Regions from separate parts of the Sus scrofa genome. Here region 2 is linked to region 1. Evidence: chromatin contacts called from public HiChIP or PLAC-seq data. All regions are on one chromosome and are shown on one strand. Each heading gives the region's core, a stretch centred on a gene start, on an enhancer-like site or on the middle of the called end of the contact. The rest is flanking DNA. Distances are from core to core; before and after follow the strand shown.

The links. HiChIP or PLAC-seq counts read pairs in DNA pulled down with a chosen protein or histone mark.
Region 2: an H3K27ac HiChIP or PLAC-seq map of skeletal muscle shows a contact between it and region 1, with 5 times the contacts expected there. The contact joins two enhancer-like sites. A contact is called at or near these places in 9 of 47 Hi-C or Micro-C datasets (alveolar macrophages, embryonic fibroblasts, epiblast stem cells and 4 more) and 2 of 2 datasets of contacts at active chromatin or transcription factors (alveolar macrophages and skeletal muscle).

What each region holds. Positions count from the first base shown.
Region 1 is chr15:58,936,854-58,939,553 of Sscrofa11.1, reverse strand. No RefSeq gene overlaps it. Among named protein-coding and RNA genes, the nearest start is that of HS6ST1, 130 kb to the left of the region's middle. Within about 2 kb of position 1,438, at least 5 of the 83 cell types and tissues checked have an H3K27ac peak or open chromatin away from gene starts, as enhancers often do. A contact at or near this core is called in skeletal muscle, where this site is marked.
Region 2 is chr15:59,124,474-59,127,173 of Sscrofa11.1, reverse strand. No RefSeq gene overlaps it. Among named protein-coding and RNA genes, the nearest start is that of HS6ST1, 59 kb to the right of the region's middle. Within about 2 kb of position 1,328, at least 52 of the 83 cell types and tissues checked have an H3K27ac peak or open chromatin away from gene starts, as enhancers often do. A contact at or near this core is called in skeletal muscle, where this site is marked.

The DNA of each region.
Region 1 (2,700 bases), core at 189-2,688:
AAAAAGTCACTGTAGGGATAAATGATTTGCTAGCCACGTATCTCATAGGTGCATCTCTGGGATGGAGTCCATGAATCATGAAGCCAAATCTTTGAGGAGAAAGGGGGTCTTGGCGTTGGATCAGCACTGCTCCCTCCCACCCTCATGTCTGTCACCTCCCCTCCCTGATGCTTGCCAGCATCTGGCCAGGCCTGTGACCTGGTGGACATCTTCTTAGGAATTCCTGGAGGTGATTCCACTTCACATGTTCTATATAACTGTCCTCGAGGGGGCCACAGCTTAGTGCTATGGTGACATTGTGTGTATGAGAGTCTCTGAGTGTGAGTGTGTGTGAGTGGTGTGTGCGTGGATGTGTGAGGGTAACTGTGAGTCTGTGAGAGTGTGTGAATGTGAGTGTGCAGATGTGTATGAGTATGTGTGACTGTGAGTGTGTAAATGAGGGAGAGCACATGAGGGTATGAGTAGGTGTGAATGTGAATATGAGTGTGTGGGCAGGTGTCACTGTGTGTGTGTCTTTGAGAGCATGTGTGGGGGCAGGTGTGAGTGTGGGTGAGTGTGTAAATGAGGGGGAGCACATGTATGAGCAGGTGTGTGCATGAAAGTGTGTATGAGCAGATATGAGTAAGAGAGTGTGAATATAAGAATGTGTGGGCAAGTGTGAATATAGGTGAGCATGTGTGAGAGTGTGCATGTGGACAGTTGTGAATGTGGGTGAGTGTGTGAGAGTGTTCATGTGTGAGTGTGGGTGAGAGTGTGCATGTGAACAGGTGTGAGTGTGGTGAGTGTTATATAAGGCAGCGTGTAGGCAGGTGCGAGTGGTTGTGTGTGCATGTTTGCAGGTATGAGTGCATGTGAGCAGGTTAAGTGTGGGTGAGTGTGCATGTAAGAGTGTGGGTGAATGTATGTGTGAGTGTGCATGTGAGCAGGTGTGAGTGTGGGTGAGTACCTGAGAGTGTGCATGTTTGCAGGCGTGAGTGTGTGAGTGTGCATGTGAGCAGGTATAAGTGTGGGTGAATGTGTGTATGAGTGCACATGTGAGCAGGTGTGAGTGTGGTGTTATATGAGGCAGCATATGGGCAGGCGTGAGTGTGGGTGTGTGCGTGTGAGCAGGTGTGAGTGTGGGTGAGAATGTCCATGTGAACAGGGGTGAGTGTGTGAGAGTGTGCATGTGAGTGTGGGTGAGTGTATGCATGTGAGCAAGTGTGAGTGCGTGTGAGTGTCCATGTGAACAGGTGTGAGTGTGGGTGAGTCTGGGGCTGCTCTGCCAGCTGGACGCCTTTGCTCTTGACGTCCCCCTGTTGCTGACTGGAACCTAACATGCCAGCCGCTGGTTCCCTTGGCTCCTCTCCAAGTTGCTCTCTCCACCTCTGGTGTTGGACTTGGACGTGGCTCCCAGCCTCTCTTCTTGGATTCCTTGCTGCACTGCCAGCTGGGCACTCTGCAGAAACCCTGGGCATGTCACTCAGAGCAGAAGGATCACCCTGCCCCACTTTCTGATCCACCAGGTAGTGAGAGATAATAAAATGGGCTGTATTAAGCCACTAAATCTTGGGATGGTTTGTAAAACAGCAATAGATAAGCAGAATAATCAATGCCTTAATATTTCCCAAATGGTAATGTGTCATACTGGGTAAAATGTTTCTTTCATGTTGCTTCAGACTAGGAAGAACTATGTCAGCAAACTATGACTATTAAAAAAAAAAAAAAAAAAAGCAGCAGCCCAAATCCCAGTGAGACCCAGGCAAGCTCATTCATTTGGATTCACTTCTAATGATGATGACTTATTTTCCCCTGTTAGCGGCATCACTGGTAACTAAAGTTAGCCTTGGCTCCAAAATCGATGTGTTATTTTAGAGCCCAGAGCAGGCAGTGAGCTGTCAGATGATTGACGACAGGGTTGCTGGCACTCTGGCTGGCTCTGGGCCACCCTCCTTCCTACTGTTGCCGCCTGGGTGGCAGCGGGGAGAAGTGGCTGGTGGCCCTGGTGGCCTGCAGCCTGTGTAGAGGCACCCAAAGCCTCTGGTGGACTTCCTGCCACCTCCAGGCCCACTTTCTTGGTGCAGGGAGGCAGCACAAGCCCACCAAGTCTTGATATTATGGGATGGACTGCGTCCCTCTATTTGTATGCTGGGGTCCTAGCCCCTGGTACCTCAGCATGTGAGCTTATGGGGACGTAAGGTCCTTATGGAGGCAACTAGGTTAGAATGAGGTAAGTGGGCTCTGACCCAATAGGACTGGAGTCATTGTAAGAAGAGGAGATGGGGGTGGTGGGGTGGGGGAGGGAAGGACTGGGGATTTGGGGTTAGCAGATGCAAGCAATTATATATAGCAAGGACAAACAGCAGGGCTCTACTATAGCACAGGGAATTCTACTCAGTATCCCAAGATAGGAGTTCCTGTTGTCACTCAGTGGGTTATGAACCCAACTAGTATCCATGAGGATGTGTTCAATCCCTGGCCTCGCTCAGTGGGTTAAGGATATGGAGTTGCTGTGAGCTGTGGTGTAGGCCACAGAGGGGTCTTGAATTCCGTATTACTGTGGCTGTGGTGTAGGCTGGCAGCTGCAGCTCTAATTTGACCCCTAGCCTGGGAACTTTCATATGCCTAAAAAGACCAAAAAAAAAAAAAAAAAAAAAAAAAAACCAAACCAAAAAAAAAAAAAACCAAAAAAACAAAACAAAAAAGAAGAAGAAGCAGAAG
Region 2 (2,700 bases), core at 79-2,578, 190 kb before region 1:
TTCTTCAGTGTCTTTTAAAGACCAGAACATCTTAATTTTATTGTAACAAGTTTAAAAGCGCATTTTTTTTTTGTTTATGTTCTTTTTTGCCTTAAGAAATCTTTCCCTGCCCCAAGGCCACCTCCTAGGAGTTTTCACTGCCCCCCTCGCCCCTCTTACAAAGTCTTTGAGAGGTCAGACAACTCGCTTTGCTGAGCAGATGAAAGGAGGCGGGCGGTGGCGAGTGGAAGTACTCCTCAGTCACTCGCTGGTGGGTCAGGGTGCTGCTCATTGGAAGGTGCAACCACGGAGACGGCAGGTGGCGCCAGCACCCCGCTCTCCTGCACCTCCTGCCCTCTCATGGGAGCTTCTTGCAGCTGCTTCTACCCTCCCCTTTTCCTATCTGTAAAACCCGCCAGCCCTCAGGATTTTAAGATTAAAGATGAGCTGGAGCTGGAGGGGGTCTGCTTCCTTCAGAGCAAATGGTTCTCTGTAGTCCCCACCTCTCCCTATTGCCTTTTGTTCAGCTCTGCCCTCTCATTCACCTAACTCGTCCAGGCCCCTGGAGTTTGCATTCTTCCTTTTCAGACTTTAGCCCTCCTAGATGGAGAGGAATGCTTTGTGAGTAAACCACTGCTTTAAAACGTTTATCCTGGTGATATCTACGCAATTTAGAAAGTCTAAAAGATACAGAAACACAAGAAAATAGCCTATATTCTCACTTCAAAACTAAATACTTTGAACACGGCTTGTGTATTTTTTGTCTTCTTTCTGAATTCTTTTAAACGCCTTTGCAGAGCATCTTCTTTGTCCTCAGCTGTGTTCGAGGCTGGGGCCCCAGCCCGGGGATGGCTCCTAGGACTGCAGATCGCAGAGACAGACCCAGGGCCGGTGCAGGCTTGCAGCAGCCGCACCATGGACCACACCTGGCTCACTGCCAGAGCGCCTCCGTCTAGCGTTCTGTGTCACGTGGCCCAGGGGCTGCCTGCGGTTCCCGCGGTCTGTCAGGGTCCGCCCCCGGAGGTGGCCTAAGAAAGTCGTGCGGCTGGAGCGCGTCCCGCCACTGGTCCCCTTTTGGCCCTAAGGCGGCATCTTTCTACCTCATCCCAGGCCCCTGGGAACAAGCTGCGCACAGGTGGGGTCTCGGGAGCAGGGACCCCGGCGCCTGTGCTCTATGCTAGCGACGACCCCTGAAGCAGGCTCCTACCTGGTTAGACAACGTCCCAGCCCAGGACCCTCCTGTTCTTCCATACTTTACCTGATTCTTGCTGGCCCAGGCGGAGGGGCAGGGGGCCAGGAGTCCGGAGCCCGGGGGAGGGAGAAGCGCTAGCTGCGCATGCTCAGTTCTGGGGAAGGCGCGCCCTCTGCTGGACACGCTGGGAGATGCTGTCTTCACATCAGACGACACTGCAGCCCTTTAAGCCATGACCCTGTCTTCGTAAAGCTGAGTTTCAGTGCCATGTGGAAGTCACCCTGGGGCAGGCTACATACAATCTGATTGCGAGGATTGAGAAGCTGTGCAGCGCCCCCAAAGTCCACATACCCCATTAATAACTAATGGTTGCAGTTATGTAAAAATGAAATAAAAAGTCTCTTAAAATTCATGTACATGACTTTCAAACAGCTACTAAGTTCTTACCATATACTTACTTGTTAAGGTTTGGACCGGTCTACTCAATAAATGGACACTTTAGGTATTTCTGAGACGCTAAGGGCTCTCCGGATCTGAGAGAGACACGTGGTTTAGATGATTCTGCCTCTGATAATACCCTCAGGCAGGGTGGCCACAGGTGTGTGTGGTTTGCCAGCTCCCTCTGGGGAAACAGGAAACTAGAGGGGCTGGATATGTGGAGAGGGAGGGACAGGTGTGAAAATGACAACACTTATGACTCAAACCCAGCCAGAACCCCAGACCAGGACTTGAACTCACATGCAGAGATTCTTACCCAGCCAGAATCCAGATTGGAACTTGAACCTATGGTTTTTAATTTAGAATCACTTACCCAGTGTCTGCACTTACTGAGGTTTGGCTTCCTTGTGCCTCAGTGCAGAAGGAATTCAGTGAGAGACAAAGTGATAGGCAAGAAATAGATTGATTTATTAAGATAGGATGCTTGTGAGAGGCGCAAGTGGACAGGCAAGGAGGCTCTGCCCTGGGGAGTAGCTGGGTGACAGTTTTATAACCCAAGGGAAGTGGGGGTGGCAAAAGACTGCCTCTTCTTCTTTCTTTGAGCAGTAGCTCCTCTTTGGTATCTGGTAAGAGGGTATTTGACCCTAAAAGGTCAAACTAGGACTGTCATGGTGCTTATTCAAATCAGCGGAAGAGCGGTCCTTAAACTCCTGCACTTGGTCATAAAGGGTAATGACCTGAAAGGCATATCTCCTGCTTTTATTTGTGGTAAGCCTACTTCGATCCGATGGCTTTCTTAAGTGATTATTAACTCACAGTGATCTCCCAAAGTTCCCTAGGTTTCCCTCTCTATCTATGGTACCTTTTGGGACTTCTACAAACTACCGGAGTAACTATCCTACTCCATCCCTATTAGGGTTGGAGGTCCAAGCTCCTCTTGTCCTCTGGACCACTAATAGGCAGCGTTTCTTCTCTGAGGCAAAACTCTACAGGGGAATTTGGCTGTGATTTTTTTTTTATCTACACCCAGCAGTGTTGATCAGCTGATGAAGTTTAGTTGGGCCTGAGAAAAGTCAGAGAAACAATGGGAC